Regions from separate parts of the Sus scrofa genome. Here all the other regions are linked to region 4. The links are chromatin contacts, called in public targeted proximity ligation maps. All regions are on one chromosome and are shown on one strand. The core of a region is the stretch at or near the end of the contact, and the rest is flanking DNA. Distances in the headings are between cores, read along the strand shown.

Region 1 (4,411 bases), core at 324-2,823, 360 kb before region 4:
TAGGAAAGGTCCGTAGGATAGGGCAGCTTGGGAAATCTGTCCTGGTATACCTGTATATACTACATAACACGCATTATATTTATACAGATGTACTTACCTATCTGTAATTTAATACACATCCATACATCAAACCTATACGTATGATAAGGGTTTAGAATTTAGGCATAATGCTCTCAACTTTCTGCAGTGGACGCTTGCAAACATTTTCAGAGACTATAAATAACAATAGAAACAGTAGAGTGATCAGAGTACGTGCACTCAAGGCTAGAACCCTCAGCCCGACTGGCTCGAAACCTCCTCTAAGTGTTTTTGTTGTTTCTTTTTTTTCCACCAAATATTCCTCCCCCGGCAGGATCCCGGGGGCATCCTATCCGCCAATGACGGTTTCAGAGCTGTGGTCCCGGGGAGGAGTATTATCTCCAGGCACGCGTCCTGTCAACTCAGTAGTCGAGTCACCTATTTCGGTTGGTAGCGGCCGCTATTTCTTTAAAAGGACAGCGGATTTCGAAACCCGGAGGAAGGGGGGGGGGGTGTCAGGAAAAGGAACTCAACTGCCTTTGATAACTGCCCGGCAGCCTTCCCTTCTCCACAACGCATGCGGGGCTGGGGCAGCGCCCGCGGCGGCCGCATCCCCGGCAAGCGCGCCTCCCCTTTTCGGGGCGCCCACCTTCGCGGGGATTCCCCGGCCCACGGGGCTCGGCGTCTGCGGGCGGCCTCCCGGCTTTGTCTCCAGCGTCGCGCTCCGGCGCTCGCTCGCTAGCCCCTTTTCCCCGGTGCGGGCTGTAACCCGATCTCCCATTTCCTGGTGGATTCTCTTAAAGAGGCCGCGGTCGAGAAGCAGAACAAAGGCTATTGTTTTATTTCCTCCTTCGGATTCCGCGTCCTTACCGGAATGCCCTTTCCTATATAATTATTTTCATTGCGTCTCCGCTCGGCGGGGAAAAAATACAAAAAAACCCTTGTGCCTTCCAAAGTATCCGAGAGACGGAGCTCGGGGAGGGGGGGCGCTTAATAAAACCTGTTTTGAGGTTTCTGGGGCCCCGATGGAACCTTTCTTGGCGTGTCTTCCACGAGCCTGGCGCGGCCCGGCCCAGCCTGGGAAGCCCAGCGCTGGCCGGAGGGGGCTGCGCCGCCCGCCTCGTTAGCCACCGCGGCCTCACGCGGCCCCGCTCCCCCGGGATCCTCCGCCCGCGCCCCCGCCGCTGCCGCCGCCCCTCCCCCAGCGCGGCTTTTATTTCCCCGATGCCGGCCTGTAACCCGAGCTTTTATTTCCTGGTGGCTCCTTTAAGAGGCAGAGCTCAGTGCTGGGAATTCACGTCAGTTTCTGCACTGAAACTCTCAAGATCAATGAGCAAAGAGCTTTCTCAGTTCTGCCTTTCAGTTTCTCTCTTCCAGGAAGGAAAACATTCGAGAGAACTAGCGAGGGAGAGCGGCGGGAGGGCGGGGGGCGGGGGCGCCGGCCCGGGTGGGAGGAGAGAGCGGGAGGCCGGCCGGGCTGCGCCCCGGGTCGCCGTGCCGCGCCGCGACCTGCAGACCCCGCCGCCGCGCCGCCCGGCTCCCACGCCCCCGCCGCCCCGCGCGGCGACTCCGCCGGCGCCCCGCCCCGCCCCGCGCGCTCGCGGCCCCCCGGGGCGGCCGCCGGGAGAGATGCTGCAAGAAACTTCTTAAATGACCGCGTCCGGCTGGCCGTGGAGCGTTTCTGGGTTGGGGAGAGGAAAGGAAAGTGGAAAAAAACTGAGAACTTCCTGATCTCTCTCGCTGTGAGACATGTCTGAGACTCCTGCTCAGTGTAGCATTAAGGTAAAGATCTTCTCCCCCTCCCTCTCCGGGGTGGAAAACCTTGAGCTGCACTGGCCCGGCCAGTCCTGCTGGGCTCTCCAGTTCCGAGGGGGCTGCTGCAGTCGCTCTGTTCGCAGGAAATTATTTGGGGCGCCGGGGAAGGAGATGCAGCTCGCGGCGGCTGCCGTACCCTTTAGCGTAACCTTGCTACTCCCCCCTCCCGCCGAGCCCCCTGCCGGCTCCTGCGCCCCCACCCCACCCCCTTTCTTTTTGACGGTGAAATGCCCGTCACCATCGGTCAGGAGGATCCCGAGTGGTGTCTAGGACCGTAAAACAGCCCCGTAATTAGTGCTCTTTTTAAAAAACCTGCTCCCTGCTCCTACTCCCAACATGTGACCAAAATGTAACTTTTGTTCCCGAGGGGTGGTCTCCTTAGAAAAAAAAGTTCTCCAGCCCCATTGGGGTTGGAATCATTTCTTTAAAAAAAAAAAAAAGAAAGAAAGAAAGAAAGAAAGGCTCCCGGAGTCTGATCAGACAGATTCCTCCCCCCACCCCCAACCCCGATTGTAATTGCAAGCGCTTGTGGAAGAGACAGTCGTGGTGTCAGCTTTTCCTGGGCATTGCACAATGAATTTCTTTCTTTTTGTTTGTTTGTTTGTTTCTTTTTTTAAACCAAGGTGAATAAAGTTGCTGAATGGTTGTTTTACTCGGATGCATCTGAAAGTTGAGCAATCCCAAAGTAAAAAACTCCTGCGATGCAGGGAGAGAGAATTATTTAAGTGACCAGGAAAAATGACCTTCCCGGTTTGACAGTGCAGAGAGGATATCTAAGCGTAGAAATCTCCCGGCTTTCTGGCCATGGTTTGCAGTATTGTAAGTGCAGGAGGGTGGAGGATGTTTGCAAACACAGTACTTAGCTTCCAAGTGGTTGTATTTGTGCATTTATATATGTGTATGTGTGTGTCTGTAAAGGCTAGTGGTGCTGCGGTTTGTTGCTTCTAAAAAGTTGCCGTAAAGTTTGCCACCGTGAGGAGGCAGAATGATTTATCCATCTCCCCCAGTTATTTTTGCCATTGCTGCTTTTGTTGTACACTTTCATTTCACTGTCCCATGTACCCAGATGGAAAAGCCTTGCTGCTTCTGTGAGAGGCTGAAGCTGCTGAAGTTTGTTTGTTTATGGCTTGGCCCATTTAAGATGCATTTATTGAGTGGACCCTGCAGCAACAAGGAACAAATAACTGGTTTTCTTCATTGGTGGGGAATTCGAGAAACCTGTACTGTTTTAACATTGCTTTTCTGCAGAATCTGTTTAGCGGGAACACAGTATTTTATCATATTTGCTTATTAGGCTTTCACAATTATACTCAGGTTTTAGTGGGTTTTTTTTAATCAGGGAGGATTCTCATGGGTTTGAAGTAGGGTTAATGTGAACTTGAAAAGGTGGGTTGGGTTTAATTGTTTTTACCTGGCAAAAAACACCCAGGGGAACTTTCGGGTTTCTGTGTTTGTACCTATCTGGGGGGAGGCAGCAGTTAAGTCTGTGGTAGAGGGGGTGTTGGGGTAAAAAACTTAAGTAGGTTGATACTTCAATTTCTTTTGCTGTGTAAACTCTATTCTAGGAGTCTGGGAAAGTTCAAGAAAGTCCTACCATACAGCCAAGCTAGTTTATCTGATAAGTCATAACCCAAGCAGTGGTAACTAAGTGATGGGGTATTAAATCAGTAAATTTTATATGGTTCGATGGCAGTAAACTTGAGCTCCAGAGAACTGGACCAGCTATAGGACAGTAATTTTAGGGTGAAAAACAACAAAAAGCAAGCCTGTGACTTTTCTTGATACCTCTTCTAAAGCAATTGCGTGTGCCTGCCTTTCTGAGGGGCTTATGTGTGGGTGCTGCAGGCACCCCGCCGTGGAAGAAGATTCCAGCAGCCCTTCCCTTGCACACGTGGATGGAACCAGTCCCAAATGGCGCACTCTTTTAAATGTGATATAAGCATTGCCGCCATAGTTGGCATATCTTTTTTTTCCCCTTATTTACCCTCTCACTTCTTTTCAGGAGCCTCTTTCCTTGACTGTGTATTTCTCTGCAATTAGAATAGACTTAATGTTCTTTACCAGTAATGGAAGTATTGCTTTTATTTGGGATTGTTCTTTACGGAACCAGCACGTGACTGTTTGCTTAGACTGTGTTGAGGTTTAAATGCACATATGGGAAGTGCATTTCTCCGCGGAGTTTGTTTAGTTTGCAGTGTTCCAATAAGAAGTGCTGGAGATCAAGGACTGGGATTATTTTAGCTGGTCTGAAAATGTTCTGGTGGTGTGTGCAGTGTCTCTCTTCGTCCTTGGATGTGGTACAGTGACTGCGTAATAAAAGATGTTTGCTGGGGGCCCACAAGCAAGTACTGGAATTGCTTCTTGAGTCCAGTAAACAAGAAACTTTCCTGTGGAGCAGGGAATGAATGTCAGGAGCTTTCAAGGATGAGCGGATAGGTCTGACATCCTGAAGAAGTGTGACATGGAAGGAGATTTCTTGGGGTAGCAGGGTTTCAGCCCAGTCCTGAAACCTTCCTCCCTGGCTTTCATGGCTTACGAGCAGCTGGTCAGCAGGCAGTAAATTCCTCCACAGCTGGTG
Region 2 (4,634 bases), core at 992-3,491, 420 kb before region 4:
ATTTATCTGAGTGTTATGTTGTTTATTTTCATACCCCGGCACCTCACGCAGCGTCTGGCCTATACTAAGGCCTCAATAAATATTTACTGCATGTGTGGAGACTATCAGGACATATCTCCCTGAGCAAAGGTACTTGAATCAGGGCCATGTTCTCAGCAGAAGAAAAAAATAGTAGCACAGATCATGGGAGCCATCATTCAACAGACTCGAAAGAGTGGGCCCAGCACCAAAAACGTCAGATAACATCATCTGGAAATGATGACACTCTTGCTTATCTCTCTCATCGTAGGAACTCCTATCCTCACCCTGTTCAACTTTGTTACACCTAATTATCTGGCTGTTGCTTTCATACCTTTATTATATATTAAACGCATCTTCCCTGAGCTCAAAGAGCCCATTTAAGTCCTTTCTATCCGTAGGGGGTGAGTTCTAAGATAGCATTAGTCTCCCTAACTCTAGAGGAATAATACTGTACCCTAAAGACAATAATCTTAGACATTTTTTTTTTTTCTCTTTTGTTGTTGCTATTTCTTGGGCCGCTCCAGCGGCATATGGAGGTTCCCAGGCTAGGGGTCCAATCGGAGCTGTAGCCACCGGCCTACACCAGAGCCACAGCAACGCGGGATCCAAGCCGTGTCTGCAACCTACACCACAGCTCACGGCAACGCCGGATCGTTAACCCACTGAGCAAGCGCAGGGATCGAACCCGCAACCTCATGGTTCCTAGTCGGATTCGTTAACCACTGCGCCACGACGGGAACTCCAAGACAATTATCTTAAATAGTGATGGTCCCCAGGGTCAGACTCCTATTCTCTTCCCATCCTGCAAGCTCTCCCTAGGCAGTCTCATCCCCACCCATTACTTCTATACCAGGAATCCAGATCTTTACCTTTAATTTCGGTTTGTCTCTTGAACACCAGGTTCAGACATACAGCTAATTCACACATACATACTCTAAATCTCTATCTAGACGCACCATAGCTACCTTAAATACATCATATCGGAGCTCAAATTCAGGAGCTTCTGGTTGAAGATGGTAGATTGAGTGTATCCATTTATCCTTTTTCAGAAAAATCATTCAAATCAAAGTAAAGAAATAATGGCGTTCCCGTCGTGGTTCAGCGGTTAAGGAACCTGACTAGCATCCATGAGGACGCAGGTTTGATCCCTAGTCTCACTCAGTGGGTTAAAGATTCGGCATTGCTGTGGTGTAGGTTGCAGGTGTCGCTGTGGCTGTGGCGTAGGCCGGTGGCTACAGCTCCGATTGGACCCCTAGCCTGGGAACCTCTATATGCCGCGGGTGCGGCCCTAAAAAGACAAAAAGACTAAATAAATAAATAAAATTATAGGAAAGAAATAAGAAAGCATGACCCTCCCAACCCCACCCAACAAGAGCATGGGAGAGAAGTAGAAGAGTGAAGATTTCAACAAAGTTCTGGAAGCAGGAGGTAGATGGAGAGGGAAGTATGCTCAGGAAGAACATTGCAGCCTAGGACACCTGAGACGGAGACCACAGCCAAGGACAGGCTTAATGCATCTGCCTGAAAGAAACCCAGTCTCCTCACAGACTCCAAACTCTACAGAAGGCAAGGGAATTTGAAAGGAAAACAAACGCAAGTACTTCAGTATCTTCAGAAATATATCGGGACGGTGATTGCTCCATAAAACAAAAGCAGGGGCAAAGATGAGGGCCAACCCTTTCTCCACCAACTCCTACCTCAGTGAATGCCACCATCAGCCACCCAATTTCCTAAAGGCAGGAAGTGGGAAAGTGATTCTTTATTCTTCCCTGCTCCTTAACCCTCATCCCATAAACTAAGGGTTGATTCTGTCTCCTAAATAGTTCTCTTCTCCCACAGCCATGGTCTCTCATAGATTTTTCCTGTGTCTTCCCTGGATTCTCTCACTAGCTTTATTTTTGTTCTTCCTAACTCTGGTTTGAAGTCTTCTCAAATGCTTCTCCAGAAATTCAGAATTCCTAATCAGCCAGCATCTAGGCTACTGCCCTTCCACCAGTGAGTGCTCAATGGTTATCTTGAGTAATTTCTAACTATCTGCCAGCCCCACATTTTCGCAACTTCGTGCTTTGTTCGCTGTCTCCCACTCATGTGAACTTACTTTTGGTTCTTCCTCCAGACAAGTCTCCTCTTTAAAATGTGCTGTTCTTCCAGTTGGAACCCCTGTTCTCTTGATGGTGTGGGAACTCCGTTCAGGCTCAGCTCAAGTGTTACTTCCCCTAAGGAAGTCCCCTCACTTCCCTGGACTGATGTGTGAATCTAGTCCTTCTCTGTCCTGTGTATCTCATCTGCCTCCACTACAGACATTTTGTGTTAAATTGTAATTGTGTGTTTCCTGTTTCCCCAGCAGACGGTAGGCTCTTTGGAGGCAGGAACCAATCCTGCTAAAAAGGATTCCTTGCACACGTGTCACATGACTGATCATAATCACAGCAGAAGGAAACTCAAGAAATCACCCATATAGTCCCTGCCCTTGGGACCAATGAGGTATGGTCATTTTTGTTTTATTAGATGAGGCAACTGAATCACAGAGATTAAGTGATTTTATTTAAGGTTGTAAGGCTGGAGCATACAGCTTTGTAGGTGTGATGGAATAGAGGTGGGAGGACAGTGGTGGTCTCTCAGTTTCCTACCATCTTGTGGAGTGATTCTCCTGCTACGTAATGACACCGCTTACCAATCTATTATCACTTGCTAAAGAAATTTAATTGGAAAAAAGAAAATGTAAATAAAAGCCATTGCCCAAACTAAAGGGATTGCTTTCTTTAAAATAATTGGCATTCCGTGTCGTGGCACAGGGGAAATGAATCCAACTAGGAACCATGAGGTTTCGGGTTTGATCTCTGACCTCGCTCAGTGGGTTAAGGATCCAGCGTTGCCGTGAACTGTGGTGTAGGTGGCAGAGGAGGCTTGGGTCTGGCGTAGTTGTGGCTGTGGGGTAGGCTGGCAGCTATAGCTCCAATTAGATCCCTAGCCTAGGAACCTACATATGCCACAGGTGTGGCCCTAAAAAGCAAAAATAACTAACTAAATAAATATTAAAGAAATAAGATAATGACAATTATTAAATGATTTTTTAACATTTTATTGAATTATAGCTGATTTATAGCATTGTGAACATATTATATGATGTTTTCAAGCCTAGCCTCTTTGAGACAGGAAGGTAATTACCCTTTGATATCACCTATTTAGTCATTAGGCATTATGTCCCATATGTAATTTTCTATTACAACCAACTAACAAGCAAATGCTTCCCCTAGTTCTGTTCTTCCCGTAGTTGTCTTACTGCAACATCTGGCATATATGCCAAAGGCGGCAGATGGGCCAAATATTAGCCATGTGCCAGCCAGCCAAAGCTGTTCTGGTCCTTACCTGAGTGCATGCTTAAGTGACCTGCCATCGCCTTACCCTATTCTTGGGAGTTTGCAAGTTTCTTTGCTCCAGGAAAAGGTCTGTTTTCTCCTTCTTTTCTGTCTCCCTTGGTGCCCTGTCAAAGTGGTGCAATCCTGATACATACTCCAGAGAGACTTGCTGATTTGATAAAGAAGATAAAAAGGAACCTGCAACACTCTCAGTGAGTTTTAGACATTTTCTTACCCATTTCCTCCTCTTAGATATTGTTATTTGGTCACAATAATTCCTTCTCAGTCTACTTTGTCTTATCCTTTTAGGCCTCCATTCAAATGATGGAAATTTCCTAGATTCTGCCTCCCAACCTCCTCTCTGAATTCATCTTCTCTGAGCAATCTTATCCATTTAGTTTCATCATGACCTCAATGCTGATGACTCCCAAATCTACAGGGGTTTTTTTTTTGTTTTGTCTTGTTTTGTTTTGTTTTGGTCTTTTTGTCTTTTTAGGGCTGCACCCGAGGCATATGGAGGTTCCCAGGCTAGGGGTCCAATCGGAGCTGTAGCTGCCAGCCGACGCCACAGCCACAGCAACGAGGGATCCGAGCTGCATCTGTGACCTACATCATAGCTCACAGCAATGCCAGATCCTTAACCCACTGAACGAGGCCAGGGATCAAACCTGCGTCCTCATGGATGCTAGTCAGGTTCAGTAACCATTGAGCCATGACAGGAACTCCCAAATTTACAGTTTTTAAATCGACTTCTCCTAAGAACAAAAGACCCCAGTTTCTTAGGACCTCTTGTACAATGCCACACAGACATCCTGATACACCTTAAAAAAATAAGATGTCTAAACTAAAATTCATCGCTTTGCCCAAACCCATTTCTCCATCTGTTAAAGGCATCACCAATCCTCTGGCCCAGAACTTTGGTCACAATTGATATTCCTCAGTCTTCCTTGGGAAAGCTAAGAGGGTGCCATGATGCACAAGGAGTTCCCCCTGGCCATGTCTGTGATACCTTTTTTTACCGCCGACCATGATTTTTTAGTGGGATCCTCCAAAAGCAGCACCCCATATGTAAGGTCCAATGACTGGTCCAGGAAAAAGATACGTGACTCAAGTTCCTCCACCAGTGTCCATCTCTGGAAAAGTCCAAACTGACCCAGGAAAACCCTATTCTTCTTCAGCCCCTTAGCTAACAGCTATTGTGAGGCTCCTCAAGCATGGAAGTGCTGCTCATAGTAGAAAAGAATAAAGACTATC
Region 3 (4,514 bases), core at 825-3,324, 280 kb before region 4:
GACCGGGGGTTCTAGGGACTGAAGGTCCGTCCATCATAGCCCATGGGGAGAGTTGAGTTCAGTGTCTGTGGACCCTGTGGCGAGATGGCACCGTTACCTGGACGGACCACTGGGTGGACATCCGGCAGGGTTCCTGCTCTGCTTCCCATGACCCTTCCTCTCCAGCCCTCTAGCCTCTATCCTACGGGTGCAGAGAATGGTAGCAACAGCTCTCGCCCCTCAAGTACATGGCGGGATGTGTGTGTTTGGTTTGATTTCCCCCTTTTGGTTTGGAGGGTCCAACAGTCCACCCATGGGGTGGAAGTGGACCGAGAGAAAGCCTTTCCCTGGGGCCCTCAGTGGGCTGCCCTTTGCCCTTCCCTAGAGAATGACATTGTAATGTGCAAATCCTGCTTCTAGGAGATTAGAGAGGTGGAAGGATGCCTTTTGCAAATGTGTGTAGAGGGCAGCTTTAAGCTGTTCTTTGAGTGGGGGAACCCAGTGACACGCTCCCCGGTGTATCCCCCTCCTGACTCACATCCTTTCTCCCCATTCTAGGCCAGGTGCCTCCCATGTGTTTGGTGACCCAGAAAAGGGGAAAGCAAGGCTGCCTTTTGTGGCACTGCTCTTTGTGATTGGGAAGTACCGCCTGGGAGAAATGATGTCAGTATGAGGCTTTATGTTAGGGTGACTCTTCCTCTGCTGCAATAAGAGAAGTCAGAAATAAGTCCAGTAACCAGGTTTTTTTTTTTTTTATCATTTTTTAAAAAGTTTTTTATGAACGTATAGTTAATTGACAGGGTTGTGGTGCTGCTGTACAGCAGAGCGATGCAGCCACACCTGTACACACGTCCGTTCTCATTCAGGTTCTTTTCCCTCAAGATGATCACAGAACATTGGGCAGAGTTCCCTGGGCCAGTCATTCCACACACCTCAGGGTGCCTATGCTGATCCCAAGTCCCCAGGCCATCCCCACCCCCAGGGGTCCCCCTTGTCAACCATGGATTTCACAAGCCAGGTTTTTTTTTTCCCTTCCTTTTTTTTTTAAAATCTTTTCCGGTCACCCTGTGGCATTGGAGTTCCTGGGCCAGGGACCAGATCCGAGCCACAGTTGTGACAATGCCATTTCCTTCACCCACGGTGCTAGACGTGGGATCAAACCTGCATCCCAGCACTCCCAAGATGCTGCCGATGGCACAATGGGAACTCCTCAAAAACCGGTTTTTGATCTTTGAGTTCCTGTGGTAAGTAGAATGAGACTATGTTCTCCTTCTTCCGTGTTAAATTTTCAGCACCTATCACAGTGTTTAATAACCACAGGAAAAAAATCTTTTTTTAACTACAGCTAGGTGGCCGAATGAATGGGTACCCCTTACAAGCAAGTATTTACCTTTTCTAATCAGATGGTTTTCCGCTCGCCCCAGACTACACATATCAAGAATTTAGGATGCTCATGGAGAAAAAGGAGGGCTTTGTGTTTTTGTCCATAGCACTTCTATCTGACAGCAAGAGCTGGCCAAACTTTAGAAGTCTTTTTGGAGGTTTTGAAATTCCCCACTGTTATTCTTAAGAAGAAGAGAGAGAGAATAGTTTTTTTTTTTTTTTTTCTTCTACCTTCTTGGCCAATAAGGAAAAGCAAATTTCAGAAAAACATGGGACGGAACAGGAAGTGTTTAGAGGTTTAGTCATACTTGTTAGGTATGAAAAAGCCCCACTGCATTCTCATATTGTTTCTTTTATGGACTTAACACTTCCTACTTTGAGAATACCTTCCTCCCCAAGGGCTCGGGCCCTTTACAGTCATTAATCTTCATTCCGCTGCTTTTCTGAGAGACTCGAAATGTTAACTGCCATTTTGCCCGTGTCATACCAGCTCCAACACTCAGCCGAGTGTATCTTATCTGTGCGGGTCCATTAGCTCCGTGGAGAATGTGGCCCCACTCAGGGCCACAGGGGGACCAATGTGGCCTGGTTTCGCCCTTGAAATGGCACCTCCCAGGAATCACCTCCATCCCAGCCCAGCCGAGAGGGTGCATCATCCAGGAGGGCGGGTCACCCTGGCAAGGAGACTCCCTCCCACCTCATGGTCCTGACCTTCAGCCCGGCCGGCCGCCAGAGATGTGACCCCGATGATGCTGTGTGCTCAGTGCAGTCACATCTCTGGTGCCACTTGGTAGGAGATTCAGAACACACAGCCATGAAATTAGAGCAATTTGAAATAAAGAGGGGATAGCTTTCGGTCTGCAAGGTCAAAAATTTCTGGCTTCTTGGTTGTGTGTTTGGGGTCTTTTTTTTTTTTTTCCTGCTACCCTTTTTCATGGTGAAAACGAAAACAAGAACTGATCACTACCTGATTTCTGAAACAAGAAGTGTGATTGCAGATACTTCTGTTGGCCTCAGATTTTTTTCATCTGAAAAATGCGGATGCTGGTCTCGATTTCTCGGGCCCCGTTCTGCGCACACCCAACCGTGAGGAAAGAAGCAGGAAGTAGGAAGCAGGAGGGTGAAAAGAAAACAGACTCTGTCTCCTCCAAAGCTCTACACACAAAGGAGACCGTCTCCTTTTTAAAAATCTCTCCACATACCCAGGGCATTTCCACCTGTCGCCTTCTGCCCTCTCACCCTGTGTTGTTTGTCCTTTTTAAGTGCCAGGGAGGGCGCGGACAACTGCCCTGGGTTTCTGGGTGTGCCTCACACACAGACACACCTTCCCCTTTCTGTCCCTAGAGGACCTGGAACAACCCTTGCTGTTAGGACGCCCTGATCCTGGGCCTAAATCCATTATCCCGGATGTCTCTTTTCTATTTAAATTGCCCGCCTCCAGGTTTGCAATCACTTTATGAAACACTTGAACTTTCAAAAACTTTCTAATAGATCTTTTACTATCTTGCCTGAGCCCGTGGTGCTACTTTTCATTTTGCTGGGGGTCCCTGCTCTTGATTCGGGGAGAACACGTTGCATCAAGGCTTAGGAATCCAACCTCCTTAGATTGAAATTCTAGCCCACTTGTTGTGGGACACTGGATAAATAAGTTCTTGCAACTCATTGGTTTCTTCATTTATGAAACAGAAAGGTATCCTATCCTAAGTGTCTGGTACATAGAAGGTGCAGAATAGACTTGATCGACCTCTTTATCTTCCTTTTGCTCTCCCCCCACACACCCCCACTGCTGGAATCTGCCTGTCGACACATCACTTCATTTTCCTTCTTTCCCTTCTGTTTAAATACAGCAGGTCCCCTCTCTAACAACCCACATGGGGCTTCACTGCCCCTGAATGTTTATGGAACCAGTTGGGAAAGAGGTGTCATTAGCAAGAACCAGTTACCTCAATGCAAGAAATGTAATGTGCTCATTACTAGAGCAGGGCAGGCACTTCCCACACCCCCGACCCCAGGCTTGATAATATTGAAGAGTTGATCTGTAAATCCACATGCAGCTTATGCTGAGAGAGGGTCCCCTGCCCTCATGCTGGGAGCAGACTGCAGGGAAAGCGCCGCCCAGCAGACCACTGGGCGTTCCTGCTGTGACCTCTCCCGTGCTCATCCAAAGAAGCAAAGGCGTGTTTCCTCGTCAGGCAGAGTGTGGCTACTAGTGTTACAGAAAGTATCTTGAAATCTCTCTCCTCCAGTATCTCCCCAACTCAGAGAGATGGATGGATTAGCTGATGGACCCAAGATGTGCTGACCTGGCAGTGGCAACTTCTGCTTATTGCAGCATCTTTATACGATTTGAGTCTTTTTTTGAGTCTTTTGATTTCTCTTTCCCATTTTTTTTTTTTTCTGCTTGAAAACAGATGATAGGCAAAGGCATTTGAAAGTGGCTTAATCTCTCTAATGGATAATAGTTTTACATGACTGTTGTGTCTTCTACAGCACAGTCCTCCGTGTAAAATGATGGGATATCTTGAGCCCACACAGATGGAGCCACCAAGCCAGCTCAGAAATGACCACATCTGTATGTGTGTACCTGTCTGGCCCAAAGATTTACTGCCACGCTGGTGCATGTTCTTGTCATTGACATGCATTAAGCTTTTCACATGCTAGGATCTTTGCCGAGCCAGTCTCGTTATTACTAGTTTAATAGAGGTAAAAACTGAGGCTTGGGGAGTTTAAGTAACTGGTCCAGAGTCACGCAGTCCGTGCAAGAGCCAGGATTCAAAACAGGCCTGAGTATCTCCAAGCCATCGCTCCCCACCACTGCCCTATGTGCTGAAAATATTTTTAGAACTGACTGAAGAAACCTAAGGGAAAGGAATGCCTGGTCCCTAGATTTTAATGTCTTGTGATAATGATATGAAACCTTTCATCTCTAAAATGTCATTGAAGTGCAAGTTGCAAGGCTCTGTTCTTTCTCTTCTACTTAGGACGAAGGGGCAAGTGTCTGGGTAATTGATGGCGCGTGTCCCAAATGTGGCCCCTTGTGACGACACTAGTTCCTGCTTCTGCTTCTGTGCCTCGTACCTACCTTCCTTCCTTCCTTATTTGCTGCCTTGTCCACCCACTGCTCTGTTGGCATTTGTAGGCTCGCCAGCATG
Region 4 (4,770 bases), core at 1,613-4,112:
TCCAACCTGGCTTTGGCAACCACTCTGAACTACTCCAGTCCCATAGGAGAACCTTGCTATTTTCACTCCTGAACTTGGAAAATGCTACTTGCCTTCCCTGGAAAGCTGCTTTAACCTCACCTCCACTTAGTCCTGATTTCACCTGGTCCATTTCTACTTCGGACCTCTCAGCAGCGACACTGCCCACTTCACAAAATCTCCCAACTCTTTCTGGTTAAGGGGCCCTCACTAGGTGCACCCATGGCCACTTGTATTTGCCAAAATCAGAGCATAGAATCCTCTGCATTGTAGCTTGTTTGTTTGTTTGTTTTTAACTTATCTGTATCTCCATTTAGATCAGAGGCTCTCTACCCCAGCTGCATGTTAGAATCATCTGGGGACTTTATGCAAAAAAAGACACATGCCAATTAAACAAGAAGCTCTTAAGGCGGGTCTGGACATGGGTGTTTTGTAAGCTTCCACCAAATAATTCTAGAATAGGAGTAGACAGCAGTAGATGAGCACCATCGGGAAGCCCATCGTCCCTTGAGCTCAGAGAACAGGACAGGGTGCTCTCTGCTCCCGAGCACCCAGCTCAGGAGACAGGCCTCAGCGTTTGTCACCAGACAAATCTCTGATCACTCTGCTTTGGTCCGCAGGGTGAAAGCACTGCAGAGAAGGCATGGAGAAGACATGGGTCCTGGAGAAGAAGCTTCCCCCTGGGGAGGACCAGAGACTCCCCCCCCCCCCCGCCAAGTGAGCCCGAGTGGTAATCAGTCTCTTCCGTCTCTTTGCTCTGGTACAAAGTCACACAGATGGGTTGTGGGGAGGCTCCTGGGGCTGTAACACTCACGTGCAAGTCTGTCCTATTAGGAAGGCTTTTTGAGGCCAAACGGCAACTTATTTCTCTGCACGGAGGGGTGTGTCAGCTTGGAGGGATAGATTTTCTTTTCTGGTTTTTTTCTTTTTTTTTTTTTTTTTTTTTTTTTGTCTTTTTAGGGCCATACCCATGGCATATGGAAGTTCCCAGGCTAGGGGCCAAAACAGAGCTGCAGCTGCCAGCCTACACCACAGCCACAGCCACAGCCACGCCAGATCCAAGCCACATCTGCAACCTACACCATAGCTCACAGCAACGCCAGATCCTTAACCCACTGGTTAAGGGCCAGGGATCAAACCCGAGCCCTCATGGATACTGGTCAGGTTCTTATCCACTGAGCCACAACGGAATGCCAAGGAAGAATAAATTTTCTTCTCAGAGCTCTTTCGATGTCCTTACTCTGCAGAGCAAGTACACAGATGGGTGAACTGAAGTGCCAAGAGGCTGTGAGCAGCCCTCACCTCTGTCCTCCCCAGACAATGAAGAGCAGAAAAGAGGGGACTCGCCAAGCCATCAGCTTCATAGAGGGGACACAGAACCCAACTTCCCTGCCTTCCAGGGCAGGGCTTGCCCACTGCGCCATCCTGCCAGCTGTGATGATGGAGACATATCCGAAGGGCAGGAATCTTCGCAGGAAGATGGCAGAGAGCAGGAGGACGAGGGGGAATTTGCACCTGAGTGACTCCTCACAAAATCAGGATCATCTGAGTTCCTGCTAAGCAAAGGGCGGCACCCAGAGATTTTATCAGAGACCCTGGGGCCCTAGTTAATATGGGAAGATACCCATCTTTGCCAACAAGGCACTGACTGACCTTCCTCACCCCCACTCTGGCAGGGTGCCCACTGTTAGGACCCTGGGGCTCCCAATTCTCTGCCCAGTGGGTGTGGCAGGGGTCAGGCTTGCTAGTAGATGACCAGAGGGCAGGATGGCTTTGGCAACCACACACCTGGGTTCAACTCCTGCCTGGCTATGGTGCCAACCAGCTCTAGACTCTGAGCAAGTAAAGATCATGCATCTGGACTATTTACCACTCAACAATCTCAGTGTTTATTACTGTTGTTGGTGGTGTTATTTTTGTTCTTACAAGGAATCCACTTTGCAGCTGCACTGAAAACCCCTCATCCAAAAAAGGCAACAACAACAACAACAACAACAAAGCGATGGAGAAGAACCCAGTGACCCAGGGAAACTGCAAGCGAAACCAAATGCACTGTCTTGCTGTGGTTTGTGGTGTTCGACGCTCTTGCTTCGCGGATTGTCTGCGAGGAGGCGATGACCCCGTGCAGACCATCCTCCGCTTAGCAGTGGACGGGGCTCCATTCAAAGCCTCACTCCGACCGGGTGGCCCCGGGCTCCGCCAGCCCAGGCTGATGCTGTGGTTGTGGCGCCTGGGACCGAGGGCATCCACACTCACTTCCTGCCTGCCTGTCCCCACACGCAACGGCTCCTGCAAAAGGGGAACCCAGGGCCGCTCAACAGCTGACAACAGTTGGGCTCCCCTTCTGCGCAGCAAGGCCCTGAACGTTCTGCCGCCTTTCCTCTTCACAGTCAGCATGGAGCAGCCCAAGGGGGATGTGAGCCAACACCCAGAGCAACTGGGAAAAGAGCCGGCGCGCCTTTAAGATGAAGGTGGTGGGCAGCCATCCATCTTCCCTAAACACAGACTTGCCTTGTTCTTCCATTTCTGGCTGAGTGATAAAAACGTTAAATGTCATTTCCTGTATCAGTGGTTAACCACTAGATGCTGGATCAGAGATTTACCAGAAGTGCTGAAGTTAAGGAAAAAAAAAAAAAAAAAAAAAAAACTGCTGTTTTCAATAACCCTTTCTTGCACCCTGTGGGAACTATTTAACCTTTCCTGGGGGAAGGGGGCATGAAGGGGTTGCTGGATTTGGGCCTGAGCAATAACTTTTGGATTAGATTTGCCAAAGACTTCCTTGGGCTTCATACAGGAAGTGAACCGAGGCTTGATTTCACCACCCTGCACCCTCCCCCCAGGGGGTGAGCCGGGAGTGCGGGGAAAGTGGGAGAAATCCTCCACGTGCCCTCTGTGCCCACACCCCCCCTCAGGATACCCGAGGTCATTTGTTTTACACCCCATGTTTTCATGAAGGACTGTGGCTCCGGCTCTTTTGATTCCCCCAGCTTCCTGCAGCATCAGCCGGTGACAGGGAAGCAGCCTGGGAAGAGCAGCGCTCCCAGGAAACTTCGGCACGTGATGGGCTGTGGCCTCTGGGAGGGAGAGCCCAGCTTGACCTGGGGTTGCGAGTTCCTGGATTTCCCCATCAGCTTCTCCATTCAATGAATCCTGGGAGGCCCGGCTCCGTCCCACAAGGAGATGGCTGGATGACTGCAGCTTTGCTTGAAGCACCTCTATCTGCTGGGCACTTTCTGCCCTGGGGTGACCTCCATGGGGACAACACACAAAGCCACACTGGGCTCTGCCTTGTGCCCTCCACCCCTCCCCAGGCCTTAGGCGCCCCTCTCAGTCTGGGCAGAGAGGACAAGAGCTATGCTTTGTTGCAGCAAATGCATTTCCTACCCAGGACCATCTAGAATGTTCTGTGCACACATCAAACCGTCCCAGCACTTCACGGACATCTGGGGTGACCAACAGCCCAAGTCTGCCTGGGACTAAAAGGATACACAGGAGGCAGGACTTTCGTTATGAAAACTAGGAAAGTCCCCAGCAAACCAGAATGAGTTGGACACCCGAAGAGACCAGTGTGTGACAGGCAAATAGATGTTCCGCTTCAAAGCTGAAGCTAAACAAGTAGAAAGGATCCAGCCGGGTCAACTCAAAGAGGGGTGTCATCAGAGAATTCTACCCAACATTCTGTGATAACCCATGTGGGAAAAGACTCTGTAAGAGAATAGATGTGTGTTTGTGTATAAGTGAATCAATCCCTTTGTAGCACAACAGAAATGACCACAACCTTGTCAATCAACGATACGTCAATAAAACTTGAAAAAAAAAATGAAGGAAAGGAGTTCCCGTCGTGGCTCAGCGGAAATGAACCTGACTAGGAACCATGAGGTTGCAGGTTCGCTCCCTGGCCTTGCTCAGTGGGTTAAAGGATCCAGCATTGCCATGAGTTGTGGTGTAGGTTGCAGACATGGCTCAGATCTGGCGTTGCTGTGGCTCTGGTGTAGGCCGGCAGCAACAGCTCTGATTAGACCCCTAGCCTGGGAACCTCCATATGCCATAGGTGCAGCCCTGGACAGACCAAAAAAAAAAAAAAAAAAAAAAAAAAAAAAAAAGGAGGGATGTCACAGTGTACAAGTTCCTCAGGGAAAATGACATCATCACGGCTCCCCCACCGCCTCCAGAACATCCTAGAAGGCGTGCTCTCCTAATTCAGCAGTTATCAGTGGAAATCTGAAATCAAAGGCAGAATTGGAAGGGAAAAGACTCCGGGGGGGGGGGGGGGGAATGTATTCCGCCAACGTTCTTGTACATCTGTGAAACTCAGACTGATTTTCCTTCTCATCGTCTCAGGTAACAGCACCCCCAGCACCCCCGGGGACCCCCGGGAGAGTGCTGAGTGTCTCCTCACCCCACCTCAGTCCCACCTCTGCATTTTCAACAAGCCCTGATTTTCCTGCCACCTATGACCTTGTCCCTCAGCTCCACCTCTGCTGCCGGAGCTCAGCTGCCTGAGTCCCTCGCTAACACCGTCATCCCCCCCAACCTCAATTTCATCTGCTCCCTGACCTGTGCAGGGCTTCTTCCCCTTTCTAAAAATTAAATTTAAGAAACATTTATTGAGTACCTAGATCAGAAGGATGCCATGAACATCACTTATTTAGGGTTCATAAATCTTTGGACATGTCTCATGGGCATATTTTAATTTTTTATTTTTCATTAATAATTATATATTTTTTAGTAATGATTTTTATTTTTTCCATT

What was found.
Region 1: a contact with region 4 is called in a targeted proximity ligation map of alveolar macrophages. A contact is called at or near these places in 1 of 5 promoter capture datasets (fetal liver), 9 of 47 Hi-C or Micro-C datasets (blood, embryonic fibroblasts, fetal heart ventricle and 4 more) and 1 of 2 datasets of targeted methods (alveolar macrophages).
Region 2: a targeted proximity ligation map of alveolar macrophages shows a contact between it and region 4. A contact is called at or near these places in 5 of 47 Hi-C or Micro-C datasets (blood, embryonic fibroblasts, heart right ventricle and 2 more) and 1 of 2 datasets of targeted methods (alveolar macrophages).
Region 3: a targeted proximity ligation map of alveolar macrophages shows a contact between it and region 4. A contact is called at or near these places in 2 of 47 Hi-C or Micro-C datasets (embryonic fibroblasts and subcutaneous adipose tissue) and 1 of 2 datasets of targeted methods (alveolar macrophages).

The regions. Positions count from the first base shown.
Region 1 is chr5:60,773,954-60,778,364 of Sscrofa11.1, reverse strand. It overlaps ETV6 (transcription factor ETV6), which reads left to right and starts at 1,573. Exons shown (of 8, transcript XM_005652587.3): 1 at 1,573-1,800. The coding sequence starts at 1,768.
Region 2 is chr5:60,836,983-60,841,616 of Sscrofa11.1, reverse strand. LOC106507269 (a long non-coding RNA gene) reads left to right here. Exons shown (of 5, transcript XR_002344104.1): 2 at 2,366-2,505. Among named protein-coding and RNA genes, the nearest start is that of ETV6, 63 kb to the right of the region's middle.
Region 3 is chr5:60,689,056-60,693,569 of Sscrofa11.1, reverse strand. The region is part of intron 1 of ETV6 (transcription factor ETV6); the gene reads left to right. Among named protein-coding and RNA genes, the nearest start is that of ETV6, 85 kb to the left of the region's middle.
Region 4 is chr5:60,414,168-60,418,937 of Sscrofa11.1, reverse strand. No RefSeq gene overlaps it. Among named protein-coding and RNA genes, the nearest start is that of BCL2L14, 59 kb to the right of the region's middle.